Linked DNA regions of Sus scrofa: region 1 is linked to region 2. Evidence: chromatin contacts called from public Hi-C data. All regions are on one chromosome and are shown on one strand. Each heading gives the region's core, a stretch centred on a gene start, on an enhancer-like site or on the middle of the called end of the contact. The rest is flanking DNA. Distances are from core to core; before and after follow the strand shown.

Region 1 (6,463 bases), core at 1,236-3,735, 180 kb after region 2:
CGAAGTGGAACGTTTGGATGGATTTGGACAGGAAGTCTTCCCTGTGAAGGTAGCATACCCTGCCCTTGCTTTAGCCATCTCGGAACCGCACAGGCATTTGGAAAACCAGTGCTGATCGAGAGCAGAGAGCCAGAGGCTTGGCTTTCGTATCGCTCCATGGCATTAGTTGGCACGTCCAAATTCCTTTAGGAAAGCAAACACTTTTTCATCATGGAGAGGTTTTGAAGCTCTCCGTGGTCTTTAGCCGAATATCTCCTCGGTAAGACACCCTTCTGAGTGAGCATCAAACATCAGAAGTTATCCAGGCTGCCTCTGATGGGATGAGCAGCGAGCGTCATGGGTGCCTTAATACCGATCCCCCCTGGCAGTTTTCTTCGCTGTGCTTCCTTTTGTTTTTCAGGCTGATGCAGTGATAATTGTTGGTGAGGCAGAACGAGCCTTTCCTGTGTGCAGTTGTACTTTATTTCTCTAGCTCTGTAGAGCCTCTGTTGTGGGTTTCCAGCCCCCTTCGTGTTTTCTGGAAACTCTGCTTAGGAAACTGTTACAGCACATCCGTCCTTTGCAACAGATCCATCTCCTGAAGTGGGTGTGGTTGGGGGTCATGGTGCATGGTCGTTTACAGGGTTGAGCCCGTCATCCACACGCCTTTTCCTCTCTGCTGACCCACTTTACAAAAGACGGAGTTTTATCAGAAACCTAAAGCGACTGGCACATTTCAGCAATTTGGGAGACGCCTGCAATTTCAGCCTCAACATCTCACTTCACACTGGCTCTGCTGGCTGCTTTATACGTGTTCTGTTCCCCCTCTGCTGCACCGTTTGCCATTTGCTTTAATGAGAACTGCCCATGTGTATCAAGTGGAATCGAGCAGGGTGGCCGCAGCTTGCAAAAAGGGCTAAATGGCTCTTTTTTCAGATTTGTTTAATTTTCTTTTGCTTCTCTAATGGCTGCCCTTCGTAGGATTGTAATCCATTTTCCTTGCAATAATGCCTTATGAAGCCATCTGGATCCCACTTCCATTTCAGCAGCCCATATATAGTCATGATGTTTTGGAAAAGCCGAGTAAACTTTTCTCCACGTCTAGAAAACTGACTTCTCAGGGTTCTGGACGTTGGAGGTTTTGTTGTGGTGGTCATTGGCTTGTGTTGTTTTTAGCAGTTCTGAACTGTGGGAAAGAGGGGCAGTGGACACCGTGTTGAAAGCCACTGTGCTTGGTTCTGTGCATTTTCTAGCTCTGTCCTCCGGTGGGAAAAAGCGCAGAGGGGATCCTTGCGCCTGCCCCGAGTGGGCAGACAGGCACGGCTGACTCACTGCTGGTGGGTGTAACCTAGCTGGGCTGCTTCCTTTTTCTTTGCCCCCGCATATTTGTTCATGACTAAGGTGACCACCTACAGACCACATGCCTCCTGGCCACCCAAGGATGGTGGGTGTGGCAGCTGTACCCGCGGGGGCAGGGATGGGGACAGCTCTGAACTAAGTGAAAAAGCAGCCAGGAAAGTATGCAGGGGCCGACTGCCCGTGGGGATGGGGCCCTTTGGGTTAGCACAGGTCCTCACTGACCACCTCACATTAAAAACGTATCTTAAGATGTGTCCCAGGGAAGGACAAGGACATTTAGCGTGAGTTTTTCCATGCATGCTTTCTCAAAAACGTTCAAGGTTGGAGGGTGGGTACCAGGCCATTTCCTGCCAGATGTGCTCCCCTCCGCCACAAACACAGGGGTGGCTGCAGCCTCCGTCATTCTCGTATGGTCAGAGCACATGATAGGGGAGAAGAACCCTTCCAGAATGGGTCAGACAGAGTCTGGAGCCTCAGTCCCTGGCCAAGCTTTGAGCGATGCAGCGCCTGGCACCTGTTCTGTGTTTTCCCCATTGTCCTGCCCTGGTGGACGGCTCCTCCCATGTCGCCATCCCCACCAAACCTCTCTGCCCATCTGCTGGCGATGTGCCCAGTCTTTCCCCAGAATTTTCCTTCCTCTTTCCATCGCTACTTCGCCTGTCTTCTTTTCCCAGATACCTTTTTCTGTAATAGAATCTTCACGTCTCCTAATTACCGAGGTCTCCCCCCCACTCAATTCCCAGTCCTGTCTCTCTCTGCTTCCCACCAGCAGTGGTCTTATCCTCTCTCTCCATTAGAAGACTCCTACTTTATGGGAAGCTTTAGGAGGTGGGTTGAGAAGAGGTCCCCTGAGAAGGGAAACTGTCACCTTTGGGTCTCAAAAGGGATTGCATATTCTGTGGAAGGTAGAGGTTTATCTTTTCCATCTTAGGCCCAGTGGGGTGTGGCCCTCCTCTCACTGCACAAAGAGGGTGTCCCCCAAGTGAAAGCAGGGGGCTGGGTGACAGTTTGCTCACAGTTGACTCAGAGTGTCAGAAACACTGGCAGCCGGGTGACGCTCTCCCAGGCAGGAGGTTGGAAGGACCTGACTGGCCCCAGAGACCAGGCTCAAGGCAAGACCTCTGGGTTCCCCCACACGGGCCCCCAAGATTGCCTGACTGTGACGTCTGCTGTCCATGTGCCCTCCCTGTGCTCACGAAGGTCCTGGCCTGTGTTTAGCACCCCACCCCCCACCCCTGCCCAGACCATAGACAGACAGGCCTCATCACCCCCACGAGGCCCTCGCAGGAAGAACAGAAGTCAACGCAGCGAGACAGGAGCAGCCTGAGCGAGGCAGAGATTCTGCAGGGGGAAGGATCCCCCTGCCCCACACATCCTATGAGTTTCAGTGATAACAAATAAACCTCTTACCTCCTGACTGAAATAGATAGATGGCTTGTAAAAGGCAACGTTCAGAAAATAAAAAAGAACTCCCAGAAATGAAAAGTCAGCTCCAAAAGGGAAAATTTGATAGGTTAGAAGATGATGTCAAGGAAATCGCATCCAAAAACAAAGTAATAGATGTGGGAGGCAGGAGATGAAATGAGAGGGCCAGCCCAGGGTGTCCATCATCTGAATAATGGGAGTTCTAGAAGGAGTGCACAGAAGAAACGGAAGGTGGGGAGCTGAGGAAATATCCCCAAACTGAAGAACATCAGGTTCTAAATTGGAAGGCCAAGCATAGCAGATGCAAATGGACACACACTAGGCCTTTCAGTGGTGGGACTGGGTGCTTTTAGGAAGAAGAAAGGGTGAGGCTGCATCTGCGGCTGCTTTGGAGCAAGATCTACAGAATGTTCCAAGTTCAAACTGTGTGCATCTGTCATCACACATACGCAATGTATGTATACAATCGAACTACATGTGTGTATAGTTTTAGTTTAAAAAACAAACACTAAGGTTCAAACATTAATAATTGTTCCTGGAAGAGAAAGCCTTAACCACCAACAAATCCGAGAAAACCCTGACATTCTTTCTTAAACAGGAAATGTGTCGTGACAGATTGAGATAAAAACACGATCTGTGTCGTCTTATTAGGATGTTCTCCAGGACCTAGTTGCCTTACTGCCCTGATGTGATTCATTCCATGTACGGGTGAGAAATGGGGTGCGGTCGCCGCGGGCAGACCGCCAGGCCGCTGGGGATCTGTGTCGTCACAACTCTCTCTTGATCTCCTGCAGGACAGTCATGGAAACAGCGTGCACCTGGGCATTTTCTTCATGGGGATTTTCGTGAGAAACAGAATCGGAAGACAAGCCGTCATATACAGGTAGGCGGATTTGTCTCTTTCTCCCTTTTCTCCTCGAGGTGCTCTAGAAAACTCCATGGAGGGTGAAGGTTATACAGATGCTCGAAGAGTCCGTCCCGTGGCTCCGAGTTGCGCTTTCCTCAACTCAGATAAGATCAGCCCTCTGCAGGATTTCAGTGGTTATGGAGAAATCATCCCACTTTCCCTGGGGTTTGTTGGGGGGGGGCGGGGGATGGAGGAAGCTCTTTCTTTCCACCTGACTCCGAGAAATGCATAGCTGACCCCCCCCCCCCCCCCCCACTGAGCCGGAAGAGTAGAACCAAACTCTAGGAGTCTGGTTGGCGAGGAGCCCTTCCAGGAGTCAGGTTCCCACAGAATTATCTTTGTGAGATTACCCAGGACCAGTCATTACATCCCAACTGGCTTCTTTCCCTCATCCTGCCCGCCCTCTGCCTGACCACATTGCTAGAAAAGTTCATACTAATTCTTATATGAACAAAAGAGGGCTATTTGTGAAAGTGTCTTGAAAAAGCAATCAATTCGTTCTCCTAAGTGAAAGGCCTTTGGTACTGTGTACTATTTTGAGAATTCAACCCTCTTTTCCATTTTACATGAGCAGCACAGGAAAGTGGCAGAGTGTCCCTTGCCTTAAATGTCAACCAGCCTGCTTCGTATTGGTGCCCACAGATCCCATCCTGGTATCAACAGCCTGAAAAACTGCATCCTCGCTTTTGTTTACGAGGGCAGTATGGCTTCTTATTGACTGGAAAAACAGCTTTCCTGGGTATGCATCTCATAGGCAGAGCTGCACGTCCAGGGCAGACGATCAAAGACAGCTCTTAGAGGCAAAGCACCGTCTACCTTCTGGGAGTGCATTCTTGGCCATCCTTGTACTCTCTGGATCAGCAGGTCCTACAGGTCATTTTGAGAAAGTTTTCCCACGAAATGCTTCCTAATTGGCTTTTATTTTCCTAGGTCCCCACTCTGCCATGATTTTTGCCCTTTTATTTTTCTCTTGCTCTTTGAATAGAGACATTATTGAAGTGGGAGTGGGGAGAGAGATCGTTAGGGCTACAGCAGAAACCTTTTGACTTTTGGACACACTTAGTCCACTCTGTATACCTCTGACAACTTGAGTAAAATATATACATATGTGTGGAGTGGTAACTGTACCTTTTTATGCCCGGTTAAAGCTACCCAGGCACTTTTCCCCCGACACGGTTCTCTCTAGCTAAATCAACGCTTCTCCTTGAGTGTAGAGAGGAAAAATAGACACATCTTGCATTCCCGCTCCCGAGGTTAGTTAGATGAAACGAGCCATTGAAAATTCCCTGATTGGAAGCCCCTCATAGGTTTGGTTCCGTTTCCTTAGGAACTGCTTCCAGACCGCTTCCTTTAGCTCTGGCCTGGAAACCCTTAAAAGATGAGGATTTACTTCTGCTACAGTATCGTCTTCTTCACGCCACTAGGTGAAGTCTTGAGGAGTGGATCCAGAATTTGGCAGTTGATTTGAAGGAATAGAGCTAGAGAAAACCACGTAGCCATGAGTCCACGTAGATGCGATCCGATGGCATTGTACGTCGGCAGACAGCTGTGCAGAGCACCTGTAGGGAGTACAGCCCCAGCAGATGTATGTAGACGCAGTTGGTACCCGTGCAAGGGCAAGGTGAGCCGAGGAAAACCTGGGGGGTATAGAACCCATCCGTCCCTGATGAGCAGAATGAATGAGGCAAAGCCACGTACGTACTCCTTTGTGCCTGAGTTGCCTCACCTCCAAAGTAAGAACGCAAATAACTGCCTGTCTACCTAAGATAGAAGTAGATAAGAGAGCTGTACTCTTTCTAGATGAAAGGCAGTGTTAGGACTTTTAATTATTTCGGCAAACATCTGTTGGATGCTGTGTAGAGCCTGGTCCTTGGTGCTTGGAATACAGAGATGAAGAAGGTAGAATCTCTGCCCGGCGAATGGGATTATGGCCAAGTTTGGTTTAGTTTAGGACACTGGTCGCAGACATAAATAATTGTAATACAGTGTGGTGACTGGTAGAGGGGTTGTAGGTGGTTGAGGATGAGGAAAGCCTTCCTGGAGAAGGTGACGCCCTCTGTGTCTTAAAGAAGTCACGCAGGCAGAAGGGGAGGTGTGATGAGCAAAAGCAAGAGGGAGAGAAAAGGCCCTGGCAGGGAATTACAGGTTGGGGAACTGAGTGAACGCAGGTAGTGTTAGAGATGCTGAGAAACTGGCTCCAAGTAGGATGGGAAGCAAGACCTTCCCTTCCCTGTCTGATGGTTCTTTCTGTGGATCTCATTTTGGCTAAATCTCCATGAGGACAGAGAAGGAATTGTGAGTGTGTGTGTGTGTGTGTGTGTGTGTTTAGATCACAAAAACGTAGGCACATTAAACCTAGGCATTTTTTTTCTAAATGACACAACCAAATCTGTGTTGTACGTCTCAACACAGAATCGCTGTGGATTCCTCAGCCTAGGCTCCTGGAAACACTTGACTTTTAAATACTAAGCTCCTCCATCATCAAGTGGGGATCACAGGAAGTGCTCTGGCAGTTTGGAAACAGGAAGAACAAGGCAGCTGAGGTCTCTTACACACTTTCCTCCTAGCTCACCAAGGAAAGTAGGCTTTCTCAGCGGAAATATCTGGTTGCAGTCTACACGGGATTTTTCGATGCTTAAATAGATGCATGTGGCCGTTTCTTTCCCTTTCTGCTTTGAGAGAAGGAACATTTAGCTTTTAAAAATACGGTTACGTCACAGTTTGTAAAATGAGACGCAGTGATCGCACGTGGCCCCGCCGTGCCGTCGTAAACGCCTGGCACGGCTCTGGGTA
Region 2 (5,844 bases), core at 439-2,938:
TAAGGGATTCTTGATCCCTCCAGGAAAGAGAGGCTTGAGGGTAAATATTACATATTCAACATACCAGCATGATTTTTTTTTTTTTTTGGTCTTTTTTAGGGCTGCCACCTGCAGCATATGGAAGTTCCCAGGCTAGGGGTCAAATCCGAGCTATAGTTGCCAGCTTACACCACAGCCACAGCAACGCCAGATTGTTAACCCACTGAGCAAAACTAGGAATGGAACCTGCATCCTCCTAGATACTAGTTGGGTTCATTACTGCTGAGCCACAACGAGAGCTCCCATGTTAGCATGATTTCAATAAAGTTGGTTACAAAAAATAAAATTTCAGTTCTTCACGTGTTTTAAGTAAAATAACCAGAAACCATATGAACATTACTCAATAGTAATTACTGAAGCACAAGAAAAAGGATCTAAAACTTTTAAGAAGACTTTTCTATTCCCAACCACTAGGTGATCCCCTATACTTTAGAAAGTCTTTAGAAATTATAGCTGATCCGTACCTCCTGGGACATTATCCTTCTACCACCCCTTCTTTCCTTAGTCTATCTACTGTTCTTGTTTACTCTCTTTTTAAAATATTTACTTGCTTAAAATAGAGGAAAATCAAAGGAAAAAATAATTCATAATCTTTCTGCTTATATAATCTTTCTTAGTAACAAATAATAAAACAATGTGGCTCAATGGGTTAAATGTCCCACGTTGTCACTGCAGTAGCTCATGTCCCTGCTGTGGCACAGGTTGGATCTCTAGCCCAGGAACTTCTGCATGTTGCAGGTGTGGCCAAAAAAAACACTTTTCTAAGGTATAAAAGATGAATTCAGGAAACTAAAATGAATATTGGACATCCACTAGATTGAAATCGTAATTGCTTAGTTGAGGTCAGTGATGTCAAGATATTGCCAAAAATTCACACAACCAGTTACTGACCAAAACAAAAACCAAAAAAAACTAAAAAAGCAAAAAAAGGTGCAAATTAAGCAAATAATTTAAACAGATAAAACATTTTCATTTTGCAATCGGTTACCTTATAGAAACACAAAACATATTCTCACAATTCTTGCGATAGTAAGGTTTATGAATGTAATGATATAATCTATATATTTTAAAAGTGTCAGTAGCATTTTTTAAGGGGGAAACAGGTTCACCTAGTGCTTATTTCTTCCAAGGTATTAAAATCAACATTCATTATATTTTCTAGTCTTCAGTTGGAAACCTGATCCTCAAAGAAAGAACGTGGCTGCTATAGGTCCACGTTCCCAAACAGGCAATGACACAGCCAGAAATAAATCTCTCAACTTGCAAGACAAGTTCGCTCAAGGAGATGACAGTATTTATATGATGTGACCGAATTTACATTAAATTTGTCTCTAGCTCACTTTCAATGTCAGTTTTGATCCAGGTGTTGGATTGGCTATGGAATAAAATGCTTGATTCTCCCAGCCCCCTCTAACCAGGGGGCTGACATCTTGGAATAAAAGGTAAAGGAATTCCCTAATCCAGGAATAAAAATTTAGGGTCCCTAAGAATATCATGGAAAGGTTTTTTTGCATGCGAATTTTGGTTATACCCTTGTTCTGACTTAGCAGGTTTGGAGTACAGAAGTCCACTTTGTGAAGCATCCTTGCGGTCCGTAGAGAAAATGAACATACTTCCTGATTTGCTTCTATTGTCCTGGCATCCCTCTGGTTTAATGTGTGTCCCAGAATTGTTGTTGTTGTTGTTATTAACAAAACGTTCTTTAAAATAGTTGTATTAAGCCAAGCTGGGTTTGATAGATTACTTTGTACTTCTGTATTCTACCATGGCCTTTGCCAGTAGCGTGTGAGAGATGTGTAATAAGCAGAGTTCAACATTTCACATGTGGTTAAATCTGAACTATCGGTGATAATGCCTCTCACTTTTTTGAAACCCGCCTTGACACAGATAAGTCCTCCGCTTTAAGGATAGCGTAGCTGTCAGTATGGTTGCATACAGGCATCTTGGAACAGCTAACTTCTGGTCCTCAGTGAAGTGGGAGAAATATGTCGGCTGTCCCTGGTGGTCCTACTGGTGAATGAGTCATTGTGCCTTAGTCCAGAGTGAGGCCCTCAAAGTGGTCCCTGGTGGCCTAGCGGTTAGGGATCCTGCCTTGTCACTGCTGTGGCTGGAGTTCAATCCTTAGCCTGGGAACTTGGGCTTGCCGCAGGCGGCCAAAGGGAAAGGCAAGATCCCTATCAAACACTTTGGACTTCCCTTTGTGGAACTGCAGTTATCAGTGTAGTGGTTCAGGTCACTGCAGTGGCTCTGGTTCAATCCCTAGTCCAGAGTGCCTCAAAAAGTAAAAAAAAAAAAACAAAAAAAAAAAACAATCGGCCTGGGAGATGAGGAAGCTGCTCGTTGGCCAGCAGGTGGGGTCGTTTTGAAATTTTGTGAAATAAATGTGGGAAATAAATGTGGGGAGTAGAAGAATGCCCCAGTAGAGCTGATACAGAGAGGTGTGAGCAATCCTGCTGAAATGGTTTTGTCTCATATTAGCCAGTGTAAATCTACAGTGATTTATAGCTATCCCCCACTTTTAAAAGTTGGGTTTACACCAATTCTGGTACCTTTTTTGGCTAACTGGAACAACTCTGAAGGAGACTTCACTTTCACACAAAAAGGCAGAAGGTGAAAATGGCATTTCGTGTTTGTTTTGCAGGAGCTCTTATCGAGGCAGCCCATACCCGGAGCAGTGAGAGTGGCACCACCAGACTGTTCCCCTGGACCACACGTGGCATCTCAGCATCTGTCCGCCATAGTTGTGAACACCTGTGCTTTACCTGGATTCATTCTGTGCATTGCTTAGCCAGATGGGTCCCGAGGTAACTGCTCCTTCGCTTTACACTGTTTCAGCTTAACGGAAGGTTTCATGAGAACACTCTACTTCCATAAAGCAGGGGAAGCTGTATTTACTTTAATGCTGTTAACAATTTTTAAAGATTTTGCAGTGAACCCTCTCAGCAGCAAGAGCTCAAGAAGCAAAGCTAAGCAAAACAAAAACACATGTTTGGTGAAAATTAAGTACGGAATTTTTATTTGTCAGTAGATTTGATGATAAGTGTACAACATACATCAAATGTTTCCCAGCGTTCCACCTCCCACCATGGGACCTGTAGTAAGGAAAACTAGATGACATAAATATGCTATAAAGACCTCAGAATTTGCTTGAAATCTTAGTCATTATTTTAAAGTTTCTTGGACAAGAAGCAATAGCCGTTAATGTGTTTGGTTTAATTAATAGAACTCTGCAGATAGCTAAATGACTCATTTTTTATGTCACCAATTGCTTCAAATTTAAAAAATGAATTCTAATAATTCAATTTTTCATGAAATTTATGGAATTAAAGTAAAAACCTCACTAGACCTTATTGTGATTACTATTGTAAATTCAGTTAAAAAGTTTAATTTTGAAGATAAAGTTACTCGTTTTGTGAGGAGCATATGAGTACAAATTCTGCATACCATCTATCTCTTGTCAATAAATTTCTTACTAAATAAGAGATATAGAGAACAGAAATGTTCTTCAAAACTTTTAGAGAATTGTAGTTCTTAAAATTTGGAAACATGGAGATACTGAAATTTATCCAATAAAAGCAAGGAAATTTTGAATAAATTAAACAGTGAGAATTTAATCAACTTACACACTTCACTTTTGAAATTCTATCACTGTGCCTTGGAATATTCAGACTTGTGGAATAATCTTTTGATGGATCCTCTTGTTTTTATTTCATAAATGTATATTCTGAAGCAAGAGGAAAGGAAGCTGGCAAAGCTAACAATTTTGATGCATCTAAATAACACAAAATATTTTAAAGAAATATAGAGAGGCAACATACTGACAAGTTTTGTCAAGGATTTTTTTTTTTTTAAATCTACTCTGAATGGAGACAAACATAAGGCACCTGGCTGAAATATTTACACGTTTCAAAATAAAAATAATAGAATTGAGGAGTTCCCGTCGTGGCTCAGTGGTTAACGAATCCAACTAGGAACCCTGAGGTTGCAGGTTCGATCCCTGGCCTCGCTCAGTGGGTTAAGGATCTGGCGTTGCCGTGAGCTGTGGTGTAGGTCGCAGACGCGGCTCAGATCCCACGTTGCTGTGGCTGTGGTGTAGGCTGGTGGCTACAGCTCCGATTAGACCCCTAGCCTGGGAATCTCCATATGCCGCAGGAGTGGCCCAAGAAATGGCAAAAAGCCAAAAAAAAAAAAAAAAAAAGAGTAGAATTGAGAACCCCCTTCATTTAGCAAAGTGTGTCCTGAGCTTACCATGAGTAGTCTCACCACCTGAAGAATAATCTCTTAGTTCAAAACACTGTGAGCTCCAAAGAAGAGTAAATTGGAAAAGACTGGAGTTCTATCATGGCGCAGCAGAAATGAATCCGACTAGGAACCATGAGGTTGTGGGTTCAATCCCTGGTCTCGCTCAGTGGGTTAAGGATCATGGGTTGCTGTGAGCTGTGGTGTAGGTCGCAGACAAGGCTCGGATCTGGTGTTGCTGTGGCTCTGGTGTAGGCCAGTGGCTACAGCTCCGATTAGACCCCTAGCCTGGGAACCTCCATATGCCGCGAGTGCGGCCCTAAAAAGAGAAAAGACAAAAAAAAAAAAAAAATTGGAAAATACTCGAAGTTTAATGAAAGCATAACAATAAGGTCATATTGAAAACAATGTGTTTATCAGAAATACCTCAGTAACCAAGTATTCACAAATGATACAGTTAAGAAATTGAACACAGTATATAAATATATACCAACAATTATTCTGCTTATATTATTTTTAATAGGTAATCAAAATAAATGTTTCAAAGAGTTTAATACACATGGCTATATATGTTTTTCAGAAAGAATTTTTTTTGGAAATGGCTTTTAAGGAAACTATTTTATAGATCCAATAATATCAAAAAACAATTTATTGGCCAATAAATGAATATGTTAAAAATGATACCTATTAAATAATTTTAGTCACCCCTTTTATTCTCAAAAATGTCTTTATTTGGCAGCTAAATTTTATACTACTCTTTTTTTTTTTTTTTTTTTTTTTTTAGGGCCACCTGTGGCATATGGAGGTTCCCAGGCTAGGGGTTGAATTGGAGCTGCAGCTGCCAGCCTCCACCACAGCCACAGCAATGCCAGATCCCCAGCCACATCTGTGACCTACACCACAGCTCAGGGCAACACTGGATCCTTAACCCACAGAGCGGGGTCAGGGATCGAACCTGCAACCTTGTGGATACTGATCGGGTTTGTTACCACTAAGCCACAGCTGGAACTTGAATACTTGCTCTGTTTTAAGACCAAATTTAAGAAACATTTAAATCATTTATGCCCTGTATTAATTGTTTCTAATTTTTTTTTTAATGGCCACACCCCTGTCATTTGGAAGTTCTCAGGCCTGGTACTAAATCTGAGCCACAGCTGTGACCTATGCAGGTATGGCAGTGTAGGATCCTTTAACTCACTGCACCAGGCTGGGGGTCGAACCCATGCCCCACTTTTACCTGAGCTGCTGCAAATGGATTCTTTACCCACCGTGCCTCATCAGGAACTCCTGGAACTTTTTAAGCAGATTTATGGAGGTTCTCTATTGTTGTTTTAGGGCACTGGACATTGGATTAAAGACCAGAGAATGAAACATTTTAAAACTGTCTCATCTGATTCCAAGCAAAACATAATCCTACGTATTGAGGTTGTAGGTTTAGCTCGTTGAATTTCAAGGAGCCGTTGAATGACCAACAGGACCAAATGCCCAAGAGTGAAGAAAGGTTTCCTGGGCCGTGGGACTTGCAGTACCAAAACTGTGACAGTCTCAGACAAGCTGAGATCCTGG

What was found. A called contact is a pair of places that touch in the nucleus more often than the background predicts.
Region 1: a contact with region 2 is called in a Hi-C map of omental adipose tissue, with 1.9 times the contacts expected there. The contact joins two enhancer-like sites. A contact is called at or near these places in 2 of 5 promoter capture datasets (fetal skeletal muscle and liver), 22 of 47 Hi-C or Micro-C datasets (adipose tissue, brain, embryonic fibroblasts and 13 more) and 1 of 2 datasets of contacts at active chromatin or transcription factors (skeletal muscle).

Annotation. Positions count from the first base shown.
Region 1 is chr9:129,198,691-129,205,153 of Sscrofa11.1, forward strand. PTPN14 (tyrosine-protein phosphatase non-receptor type 14) reads left to right here. Exons shown (of 21, transcript XM_003130398.6): 8 at 1-49; 9 at 3,558-3,646. Among named protein-coding and RNA genes, the nearest start is that of PTPN14, 87 kb to the left of the region's middle. Within about 2 kb of position 2,486, at least 9 of the 83 cell types and tissues checked have an H3K27ac peak or open chromatin away from gene starts, as enhancers often do. A contact at or near this core is called in omental adipose tissue, where this site is marked.
Region 2 is chr9:129,020,468-129,026,311 of Sscrofa11.1, forward strand. No RefSeq gene overlaps it. Among named protein-coding and RNA genes, the nearest start is that of CENPF, 11 kb to the left of the region's middle. Within about 2 kb of position 1,689, at least 2 of the 83 cell types and tissues checked have an H3K27ac peak or open chromatin away from gene starts, as enhancers often do. A contact at or near this core is called in omental adipose tissue, where this site is marked.